Regions from separate parts of the Mus musculus genome. Here all the other regions are linked to region 2. Evidence: chromatin contacts called from public HiChIP or PLAC-seq and promoter capture Hi-C data. All regions are on one chromosome and are shown on one strand. The core of a region is the stretch at or near the end of the contact, and the rest is flanking DNA. Distances in the headings are between cores, read along the strand shown.

Region 1 (3,817 bases), core at 33-2,532, 1.3 Mb after region 2:
TGTGTGTGTACAGGCATGTGAGAGTGTGGGCACGCGTTGTTGGAAGACCTCGTTGGTTGTCACATTCCATCTAGTTTGAGAGGGTATTACATCGCTGTGGCTGGACTGAAGTCAGCCATGTTAACAAGACCTTGGGTTTTCTAAGCCTGAAGTTGAGACTAAGCATGCCCACAGCATGGCCATGATTCCAAATGTTTGCAGAGCAGCAGCAATGTTAAGAATGATAAGCAAAAGGGACACAGGGATCAATGAGGCTCTCATATTTTACAGGACCTGGTAAGATGGCAGTGCCCATAGATTATAAGCTGTGTGTATGCAATGTTCTGAACCAACCCCCCCCTGCCCCCTCCTCCAAACGACAAAAACCAAGAAACTTTCCAACAAGTCCCTTTCTCCACAGAAACCACTCAGGCCCCAGGAGCCAGGACAAGGTCCCATTGACAGTAGCCAGTGGGGAAACATGTCGCAATCCCAAGGAGGGTGGAGGACCCACTCAGGGCGGAAAGCAGAGTCAGGCCTTGTGCCTTCTGCTTTGCATGGCCAAGGCCGTGTGTTCCTTCCAGGCATCTCTGGGAAACAGAAGAGTCCGGCTGATCCATCACTGCTCAGCAGTCCACGGAGGATGTGGAGAAGCTGGGCCCCCATGAGCTGCTAGCGGGAATGTGAATAGTGCAGAGTAAGACCAAAGAGTCCCTATTTTCTTAAAATAGTGGAGGTTGGATCTTAAGCTGACTTAGCAGCTGCCCGTATGAAACCAGGGGCGTTGGCACACGTCCATAATGCCAACCCTCAGAAAGTAGTGGCAGGAGGATGGGAGTTCAAGGTTGTCCTCAGCAGCATAGGGAGATGCAGGCCAGCTTGGGCTAAATAAGAGCCTGTCCCAACACACACAATATCAAGCAGGTTGTGGCATCTGTCACTGAGAAGGGAAAGCTCCTACCCACAGGTGACCCGGCCCTTTGCACGAAGCACTATCTCACTTAAACCCCCCCACCAACCTCCAAGTCTGGAAGAGGCTGCAACCACGGTCACTAGAGGTCTCAGTAGCTTGGTCTGTCCCTACAGGGTTGGACAGTGGGATGACGGTGCTGAGGCCTTTAGTCCCACCTGGGCTTTGCCCCATTTCCCACGTGAGTCCAGAGTGGGGCGCGGGGGCGGGTGGGGTGCTCTGGGGCCCCTTCCCTGCTCCTTGTCCAGACCAAGGAGGCGCGGCCCGGGGCGGTTCCGCATGGCTCCTCCCCGTCCCTTGGGGCTTTAGGTCCCTGCCGGCGGCCGCTGAGGGGCAGTCGGGCCGCCTGGTCTCCAGCGATCGCGCGGATGGCGGCGCTGGCGGCGCTGGCCAAGAAGGTGTGGAGCGCGCGGCGCCTCCTGGTGCTGCTGCTGGTGCCGCTGGCTCTGCTGCCCATTCTCTTCGCCCTGCCGCCCAAGGTACGGTGGTCCCGGGTCGAGACCCTCCCGCCTTGAGCCTGCCTACCCCTAGGAGCACCCGCTCCCCTTCTCCCTTCCTTGCCTCTCCCTGGTCTGCCTCTCTCGGTCCTCCCACTCTTCTAAAGTTTGAGCTCTGACGGCTTGCTTGGTGCTACTGGGGTATATAGCCCTTCACAGTCTTTCCGAAGAACAACTGTGTGACCTGTCGCCAGTCACTTAACCTCTCTGAACTTTGGTTTGCGTACCCCCTACCCAGAAAGAGGGAATATGATAACGCATCATAGGCTCACGGTGAAGATAAAGGAATCAGTCTATGTCGGTGTCTTAAATGGGTGCTAACTGCTTTTGCTCTGTAGCAGTTGCTCAATGACTGGAGAACTACACCTTCCTGAGTGCTTCCTAGGAGAGGTGTCACCTGTCCTGTGTCACCCCTGAAAAAATTCCCTTCAGAACACCTCCCCTCCCCACTCAAGCTGGGTCAACTAAGGCTTAGAGACAGCAGGGGACACTCTCATGGGTGACTCCCAATGGGAAATCCCTGAGTGCCCACATCTGAGAGCCCAGGGCCTTTGCTGTTCCCAGAGTCCAGTTCTCTTAGAGAGAAGGCTGGAGTGAGTTCCTAGGGACCAGCACCTGTGTCCAGCCCATCAGGACTTCCTGAAGGGCACGAGGCCCATCACATTAAGTGGCTTCTTCCAGAAGGTACTTGGCCACATCACAACAGTGCTGAGTGAGCTAGCCGATGGTCACAAAATAAAGGAGAGGTGATGGTGTCCTTTAATATGTGACAGGCAGCAGAGCCCCAGGGAGCAGCCTGCTGCAGAAGGGCTCCTGCGTGCCTGACAAGGAACGGTGACCCCAGGCTGGCCGTGCACAGCAAGTCCTTTAGTTCTCAGCTATCTAGCCCGTCAGACTCTGTTGACATTGAAGAGAGCAAATAAATGACCTCAGAAGGAGTAGGTCACTCTTGCCAAGGCCAATGGGGCCCTGGACGAGCGAGCAACTGGCCTGGGGGCTCCCCGGCTCCCTTCCTTGTCCAGGTTTCACTTTCCTTGGCTTTAAAATGAGATGACCGTCTCTTTACTTTTGGGAATCAGTGTTGCGGTCGGTTGAGGCTAGAGTGATCGGCTCAGGAAAAGGTGGAAGGTCAAGCCAGGACATCAGTCTTGTGGCCAACAGATGTCTGGATAGGGACGGTGGATGCATAGGAACCTTATGCCTGCAGGGACCATGGTTGCTGTGTGCTCTACCCCAGAGGCAAAAATCACAAAAGCAGACCCACCAGCATGGGTTTCGGGTGAGGTCGTGCCAAGACAGGGACAGTCCCACCTTGGGTCTAACTGGATGGGGCAGCCACAGCCACCTTAACCTGTGTTAGCTGAGTAGATGTCAGGGATTGTGGCCTGCCTGATAAGGAAAGGCCTCCGGCCAGGCTCTGCAGCAGTATCTTCGGCAGTCTGCTCAGCCAGGGAGGTGCCTGTGTTTGCCTTCCTACTTGACACGTGAGGAAGTAAAGGCCTAGGAGGCCGGGTAACCTGCCCAACGCAGCCCAGGGATAGCAGCGGGTGTGGCTCAGCACAATCCTCAAACTTAATGCATCTTGAGACTTTTGAATCTTACTTTTGGGGTAAGTCAGTGGTGAGATTCTCAGGCATGTGTAGATGACACTGTACGGCAGGGTCAGAGGATCACACATGCTCGGTGGGGCTGCGTGCACTGGGCTGGCGCCCTCTTCATTATCAGGAAAGGACCACTCATTTGTTTGTGGCTCCCTGGGTGAGAACTGCATATGCGAGCCTGAGATGTCACTGCCAGGACCTGGCCTTGGGAAGCAGGTGGATCCGTTGGGTGAGGAGGCTTGACATCTCTGCATTCAGAGTGGTTTACGTAGTTTTCCTCAAGCTCCTGGCTGGTAAGAGCTGGCGTGTCCTCCTCTTGGTTGTGAAATGTGATTCCACAGAAGGCAACTCCGGGTTCATAGCTAGCAGGCAGTGTAGACATGGCCTCCCTAAGCCTGCAGGGCCAATCTCAAAAAGCTGATGGCAGCTTGGAGTGTCTGTAGTGTTTACCCAACTTCCCTCATCAGAGACTGCTTGGAAGTCTCTGAGCCCGAGGCATGTCCAGGCCACCAAGCAGGTGGCATTGGACAAGCATGGCCTGGAGATCCTTGGGACTGGCAGGTACCAGATGAGGGAAGAAACTTAGAAGACCAGGGCATCTTCCATTTGGTATGTTATGGAGAAATGGGGGTCACGCCAGCTCAGCGCTGGCTTTCTATCTCTGTGATCCACCCAGGCCACACATTCTGATGTTCATGGGTCACTGGTCCAGAAGGCGCTGGCCCACTGTGGAAAGCTGGGGTTGGGGACAGAGAGGCTCCTAGCACATG
Region 2 (4,062 bases), core at 397-2,896:
TCCACAAAGAAGACGACTGGGGCAGCTATCCCTGCAATGGACACACGTGGTTAGGGAGCGCATCTTCATGAAGGCCGGCTTCATGCACAGGCAGACAGTTTCTCAGCCTAAACCTGCTTTGGAACAGGGTTTAGACTACTGTGGAAAATGATACAATTTATCCAGAGCTTGCCCTGTTAAAGCCCTGCAGGACTACGGCCTGAGACCAGGCCAGGGTAAGTCTGGAAGTATCAAGGCTTGCTCCTCCTTTCTCAAGCCACCTGAGGACTGGAATTCATTGCTGCTCCCTAAAAACAAACAAAACAAGAAGCCAGAAGGAAAGCATCCTGCAGTCTGAGCAGTTTCTACCTGACAGTCACCAGGCAAGTGGCTAAGCAGGGTGTCACCTTACAGGCTCATCTGTGTTCTGGAACAGGCAGGTTCAAATCCCTTATTAGGCGTGAAACCTCAAGGTTCCCTTAGCTACTCTATGCCTCGGTCTCCACAACTGTAAAGTGGTAACAAAACCTCCAGTTAACGCCAGGAGTCTCTCCTGAATGTCAACCAGGTTCAGAACAGTTTCCTAGAAACTGGGGTACCAAGGTAGCCCCCACCCCTGTCTGGTAAAACTTACAAAAGGTAAAGGAGAATATATGAACACTTCTTTATAATTCCATTGCCCCTCTAGGGCAGAAAAGCACAGGCCTGTTCACTGCTGCGTTTCCCAGTCTCCTGGCACCTATCAACCACTAAGGAGAAAAGAACAGAGGTGTAAAAGCAGAGGCCACAGTTCTGGGCCACCAAGTCAGGCGGCCTGGTGGCTGTGAAACTTCTGGCCCTTTCCCCGTTTGTGTCTCAGTTTCTCAAGAGGACAAAACTTTTCCGTGGGGCTAGCAAATGGGTGTTAAAAATAGATGGGAGTTGTGCTAATCAGATCTCTGAGTTATAGATCTGCCTGGTCTACATAGTGAGATTCACGAAAGCCACAGCTACAATGAGACCCCCGTCTGGAAAAAAACAAAACCAAACAAACAAAACACGATTTCATGAAGTCTGACATTTATTGGATGTCATGCCAACATACACGTTTGTATAGGCCACTCACAACATCCCCGAGATGCGAACTCGACTATGACTTCCGATTAGAACTCGGGAAATTTAGGCAAGGCAACTCACAGAAGGGTATAATCTGAATTCAGAAAGCTAGCTCCAGACGCGCGCCTGGCAGGACAGATGCTTAAAACTACCCAGGGCGTTGTTATTTGGTCCGGACCCCCGGAACTCGGAGCCCGGTCTCTCCCGTCCCACCGGTCTCCCGCAGCCCTGTCTGTCCCGTCTCCCGGAGCCCCGTCCGGCCCCCCTCACCCGCACGGCGGCAGCGGAGCAGCGCGCGCGCCTCCTGCACCGTCCGCCGACGGCCGAGCCGCGCCTCCAGCTCCGGGTGCCGGTAACTCTTCGGGAAGCGGTGCTTCACCACGGCCGCGCGGCCCTGGAAGCGGCCACGGAAAACGCGCGCCTCGGCGCCCTGCTGCACCAGCTCTAGGCCGCTCAGGAAGAGGCGGCTCCGCTCGCGCGCCGCGGCCAGCGCCTCGGCCTCCGCCTCCGAGGACACACCAGCCATGCCTCCGACTCCTTCCGACCCTGACCGCGCCGCTTCCGCTCGCTTCGGAAATCCTCCGGCCTCTTCCGCCATGAACACCGCTCCCACAACACACTTCACCCTGCTAGTGTGGTTCCGCCTCGCGACCTTTCCGCGCTCAGCGGAGCCTCTCGGACCTGTAGACTTGGCCCTTCCCTGTAGACTTGGTTCCTGTCTGTATCCGTGTGCGCTCGGCAACTTTTAGTCAACAGCTTCTCTCTCTCTCTCTCTCTAGCTCTCTCAGGAAACTCGTTGGCGATGCTGTTGGGGATACTCTGCTCCTTTCTACTAGCATAGAAAAATCCTTTACTTTTTAAAGACCGGATCTCACTGTGTATCTCAGGTTAGCTTTGAACTTGTGATCCTCACACATTAACCGATGGAAACGTACTATGTAATCCAAGAGGGAAGGACAGACAGACTAGGCAAAGCTTTCTACCTGGTGATGCCAACCGATGTCAGCAGCCCACACCATCCCTTTGAGTTCCGGTTTCCTATTCTTCAGAATGAGGCTGCCTGGTTCTTCTGGGGTTGGGGCTTATCAGAATTTAACAAGAGCCTGATTACAAGATGCCGGTGGACAGAGGCCCTCTTCGCATGACTTCTGTGTAGGATAAAGGGCCAAAGAAAAAACACCTTGACCTTAACTAGACCTCAAGCCTAAAACCAGGGCCAAGAACAGAAATGCATCAATCACTGAATTGGCCCCAGAAACCCACCAATTCCTGAGCTGTTCCAAGCTCAGGAGTTGAAATCCCAGCAATCCTCACCCTGGAAATCTTTACCGGGAAAGCTCCCGCCATTCCCAAGAAACTCCATATAAACCCTGTCTGCTGCTCAGTTCGCTGCTGCTTCCGGCTTGAGCAGAGGCAGCCACCCTCCCAATAAATCTCTTGTGTGAGGTTTGTTGTGCAGTGTAACTTTGTGGTATTCCTTGACTCCCGATAGCCAGGATACCTCTCAGAGTAGCTTTGCTGAGGAACAGCTGTAACTTGGACTGGGGAAAACTTCCCAGACAGCAGCCGCCACAGCAGAGCTGTAACACTTCTATAGGGGAAGCCTTTCCCTTTAGAGCTGCAACACTCACACTCTGCCCTTCTTATTCCTGGAACAGAAGAGAAGCCCTTGGATCCCGGGTTGCTATGGCACCAGCATCTTGGCTCTGTGGTCCCTGGGTTTCGTTCATATTCATGACAGGTTCCTTTTCATCATCAGACCCTTTGTGTGGCAGGATGTGTTCTCCAGCAAAACACACCCAGAACCCGTTCCGTTTACATCCCCCAGTGCTCAAGTCTGTAGCTTCATTATCATAATTGTTTGTGTCCACACAGCCGTCTCTATGGTAACCAAACCCATCTGAACCCTTGCCTTAGAAATCTACTGTGCAAAGGTGCTGACCAGAGCCAGGCTTGCTAAGTCAGGCTGAGTTTAGCTCTGTAAACCTGGTTCAAACCTTTCAGTGACTCTGTACTGTGCTAAGAATTCAGACCTAAAACTTCATCAGCCCATATGGCCCTGCAGGGACCTCCTGCAACTCTTATAGATCCTTCTCTCACCAAACTATCTCCTATTCTCTGCAGAGCTGGGACAGAATGTTTGAGTATTGGATTCAGTATAATGAGAGAGCTGGGCCAAGGTCCTAGTACAGTGATGAACAGGGTGGGCATTTTGTACTATTCACAACTGCGGCGGCGGCAGCATATGGCATACTAAAACCAGGAGAATTATGTGAGACACAGCTCCATGGAAGCCCATGGAACGCCATCTTAATTTATAACCCAATGCTTCTCAAGTTCTTCCTCTTTGCCAGCTCTCACCCCAACAGGCTTTACCTTCTCAGGAGCTGGCACTTGCTGTCTGCTGCCCAGCAGGGGGCGACTCTCCTGCATCATTAGGTGCTGTGCTGGCCATTGGTAGATTTTGTGGCCCTCTTTTTGTGGTGCCTATTTGTTATGCAGCAACTTTGTGACAGAAGCTGACTATTACAAACAAGTACAGAGAAAGACATGTACCTAAATATTTGTACACATACAAACAGAAATATATACACAAACACACAAACAAATGCAAATACACAAGCACAAATAAATACACAAACACATAAGTAAATGCAAATAGCACATAAAACAGTCATATATATATACACGTGACAGTCACGGTTACACAGAAAAAAAAACTTGTCTCAAACCCCCCCAAAACAAAAATTAAAATTAACAAACAACAACAAAAAACCCAACCAAAACCCTGTCTCAAAAAAGGAAAAAAAAATCACATAACATACATAAACAAGGCACACAAAATCATTTATGGATACATAAATACACACAAATACACACAAACACACATAAATACAAAATACAAATACACACAAACACACATAAATGTCAGAGAGAAGCTAAAAACTAGCAGGTGATCTTCTGAGATGGTTCTGCCATGGACTATCA
Region 3 (3,714 bases), core at 823-3,322, 1.4 Mb after region 2:
GGCCGAACATTCATAGACATGAGTCTATGTGGGCCATGCCTATTCAAACCATCCCATATGGCTAATTTCTAATTCATTTTCAAATCTTCTATATTAATTTTCTTGTTCCTTACTTGACTTAAAAAAATACTAAATTGAAGTTATTTCTAGAAGCACTATTAATAATTGAGCCCACTCTTTCACTTATTATATCTAGAAGCCAACTGCATTCCCTTCCCCCATACATTTGCTTTTAAAATCTATCTTTCCCCAAAGTCATTTCAGTTTTCTTTTGACTTGGCATGGGTTCGGGTACATACCCCTGAGAATGGCCCGGCACACACATGGAGCTTGCAGATCTGGGTCCTCTCTCTCGACCATGTGGACCCCTGAGACCCACAGCAGGTCATCTGGTTTGTTGGCAATGCCTTTATTTACTGAAACATCTTGCAGACCCACCATGTATTTATTGCTCCATAACAAACTACCCCCAAAATCTGGTGGCTTAAAATGATGCAACTGGTTATTTCCTCCGTGCTATGAGGCTACTGGTACGGACTTTGTGGCTCTGTGTGTGCTTACAGGTATGCACTTTGTGGCTCTGCTTTATGTGAGTCTATATGCAACTGAGGCCACCCAAGAATGTAACTGCATGCAATGTTCAGGGTGGCTCACTCCCTGCATCTGAAGTCTTGACAAGGATCCCTGGAAGGGGAGGCATGGCTGGGTTTCTGGGAAATATTTGCCTTTTCTCCACATTGCCTCTCTGCTTCTTTTGGTTTCCACTTGATCTCTGGTAACTAGTTAACTAAAGTCATACACAAACTCTAGGAACACCGCAAACAAACCGGACTGCCAGGATATCAGGTTTGCTTTTTGAAGCCTGCAGTGTCCCTTCTTATGACCCCTTTATTTAAATTACATCATGGCCACGTTTGATGTGGGAGACAGTATACAAGCATTGAATCCCTGGAAGTCTGGCTCACTGAGAGCTATCTCTCAGCCTCTGCATCTCGAAGTTCCTTTTGGTATTTAAACATAACAGATAACTGTGTCAGAAACTGTCTGGCCTTCCAGTGACTAAGATATTCCATAGCTTTCCTCTTTTAAAATATATACACGGGGGCTGGTGAGATGGCTCAGTGGTTAAGAGTGCCGACCGCTCTTCCAAAGGTCCTGAGTTCAAATCCCAGCAACCACATGGTGGCTCACAACCATCCGTAACGAAATCTGATGCCGTTTTCAGGAGTGTCTGAAGACAGCTATAGTGTACAGTGTATAAATAAATAAATAAATATTTTAAAAAAATAAATAAAACAAAATATATACACGTATTCAATTTGTCCTCATGGATGAAGAGCAGTTTCTATATTACTTGGATTAAATATAATTGGTCATGTTAAAATATATTGTTAAGATGGCGCAGTGATTTATAGCAGAGGAGCAGAGTTCAATTCCCAGCACCTACATGATACCATCTTCTGGCCTTCTTAGACACGGGGTACCAAGCACAGCACGCAAGTAGTGGACAGACATACATGCAGGCAGGCAATATATCAATACATATAAAATAAAATAAAATAAAAATTGAAAATATTATACTGTTAAAATATTTTGCCATTACTTATTGTGACTTCTCCTTCTGTAAAATTGGCAGGAGAGTATGCACCTGTCAGTAAAGTCAGTAATAAACAGGATGGCGATTATTTTCTTTTAAGATATTTAGAGATGGTTTGATTCTTTGTTAGGGGGTCTCTTCTGTAATTTTGGGAAGGTCGTCGATACATTTTTATTCTGCTTACAACTGTTTGGTTATTATTTTTTTCTTAATACACTGTTGGAATTTCTTTACAGAGCTCTAATTTTTTATTCTCACACTTCTTCTTGTACTCATGGTTTTTACTCGTAAATTACTGTGATTAAAGCCCTAGCGCCTCAGAGGCTATCGGCTGGGTGGGGGCCGCAACTCCCTGTGGGAAATGTAGTCCTGGAAAGACTACAGCACCCTTTGGAGAACCGTGGGAATGGCCGCTCCGAGACTCTGCGCATGCGCGGTCTCCTAGGCTCTATGGATGCGTTTCCGTTTCGTGGGGCTCTTCCAGGCGAGGCTCGAGGGGCCTCTGTGCGCCACAATTGCCTGGGGCCTTCTGGGAGCTACAAAAGAAGCGAGGTTTCCCCTGAGCCAGAGGAATTCCGGGTGGCGACTCCGGGGCAGGATCAGAAGAACCAGCGCCTTCCTGGGGCCCGCGGAGGCTTGCGCGTGTCCAGGGGCCGGGCGAGGCTAGCGGGCGCCCCCGGGGCTGCAGGCCTCCGGGCGGGCAGCCTGGGAAGGAGAGAGGTGTGTGCGTGCAAAAAGCGGATCCCAGCAGTCCTGCGGATGCCCTTGGCCCGGTAAAGCTTCGGGGGGCTGCTTAAGGGTTGAGCTGCGATTGAGGGAATGAGCAGGTCTGATTTCATTGGCGGGTCTTTCGTTTGGGAGGGAAGGGATGCCAGCCATGGCTGAGAAAAAGGCCTCTGCATCACTTCGAACAAATGCGTGTCGTTCATTAGAGTCCCCATTCTGTTTCGCCAGAGTTGCTCAAACCCCGTCCATCACCATCCTGGAGTTTACTGGTTTCCTTTATATAGAAGAATGACCCAAGAGTATCTACAGGAAAGGGTTTTTATGAGAGTCGAACTTCTTCTCAAGTGAGGAAGGCAGCTATTTTGACCATTTAGGTAGTTTGCTAGTGCCAGAACCAAGAATTGAAATCTGGTGTGTTGATTCGAAGGCCAGGGCTTTGTCTTCTGCTACACTGAAGCAGAGGCCTCCCTCTCATGAAACTGCAGTTAAGCTTGGGGGAGGGGAGCAGAGTGATACGCATCTTAAACCCCTCACTCCCTCTGTCTGGTTTTCTGATTTCATCTGCTGAATGCATTAGTAGGAAAACAGGTAATTGATACCCAAAAAACTAGATGGTAGGTAGGTAGATAGATAGATAGATAGATAATTGATACCCAAAAAACTAGAGGGTAGATAGATAGATAGATAGATTGATTGATAGAATCTCAGAGTTGCTGGCCTGCTCTTTCAGGCTTCATATATACTAGAGCTTATTGATATGATCTAATATGAACTCTGAAGTGTTGTTTGTTTTTTAAGGAGACCTGAATAAGACAGTAGTTCAATTCACACCTTTGTTTCCTTTCACACAGTAAGAAAAGCTCTGATTAGTCCATTCAAAACTGCCCTGGGCCTTCCCTCCGCAGACGCTTTCTGTATGACGCAGGTCGAAGGGTCCTTTCCTTCCAGGGCATGTCTGTGAGTCACTGTCGAGCTGCTAGCCAGTCTGCTGATCACATTCCCTGTTCTTCCTCACCCAGCCCTTGGATCACCGGTGGTTCCTGGCCCTTTCTTGAGAACGCCTGGAAATGGACAGTACCCAGGTAAGTCACCGAGGGATTCACGTCCCACCGTTGGCAGTGGCTGTTCATAGACCCGCAGCGAGTACATCTGGATGTGGTAGACGTGTATAAAAAGGCAGCGCCAGGGAAAGTAAGGGAAGCAGATCAGTACCAGAGAAGTGAACCCCAATAAACAGAAGGCATTGCCAGATGTGCTGGAGCACGCCTTTAATCCCAGCGCTTGGGAGGCAGAGGCAGATGGATCTCTGAGTGAGAAGCCAGCCTGGTCTGCATAGAGAGTTCCAGGACAGCCAGGGCTACACAAAGAACCCTGTCTTGAAAAAAACAATA

What was found. Promoter capture Hi-C pulls out the DNA fragments that hold promoters and counts their contacts. HiChIP or PLAC-seq counts read pairs in DNA pulled down with a chosen protein or histone mark.
Region 1: an H3K4me3 HiChIP or PLAC-seq map of stem cell-derived neural progenitor cells shows a contact between it and region 2, with 7 times the contacts expected there. The contact joins the promoter of Slc13a3 here to the promoter of Trp53rkb in region 2. A contact is called at or near these places in 2 of 39 promoter capture datasets (the 3T3-L1 cell line and the SN4741 cell line) and 2 of 115 datasets of contacts at active chromatin or transcription factors (embryonic stem cells and stem cell-derived neural progenitor cells).
Region 3: a contact with region 2 is called in a promoter capture Hi-C map of liver, with 4 times the contacts expected there. The contact joins the promoter of Zfp334 here to the promoter of Trp53rkb in region 2. A contact is called at or near these places in 3 of 39 promoter capture datasets (the 3T3-L1 cell line, hippocampal neurons and liver).

What each region holds. Positions count from the first base shown.
Region 1 is chr2:165,470,662-165,474,478 of GRCm38.p6, reverse strand. Slc13a3 (solute carrier family 13 (sodium-dependent dicarboxylate transporter), member 3) reads left to right here and starts at 1,282. Exons shown (of 13, transcript NM_054055.2): 1 at 1,282-1,428. The coding sequence starts at 1,318.
Region 2 is chr2:166,791,351-166,795,412 of GRCm38.p6, reverse strand. Trp53rkb (transformation related protein 53 regulating kinase B) reads right to left here and starts at 1,646. Exons shown (of 2, transcript NM_023815.4): 1 at 1,345-1,646; 2 at 1-31. The coding sequence starts at 1,600.
Region 3 is chr2:165,386,617-165,390,330 of GRCm38.p6, reverse strand. Zfp334 (zinc finger protein 334) reads left to right here and starts at 2,072. Exons shown (of 5, transcript NM_178411.3): 1 at 2,072-2,370; 2 at 3,343-3,405. The coding sequence starts at 3,391.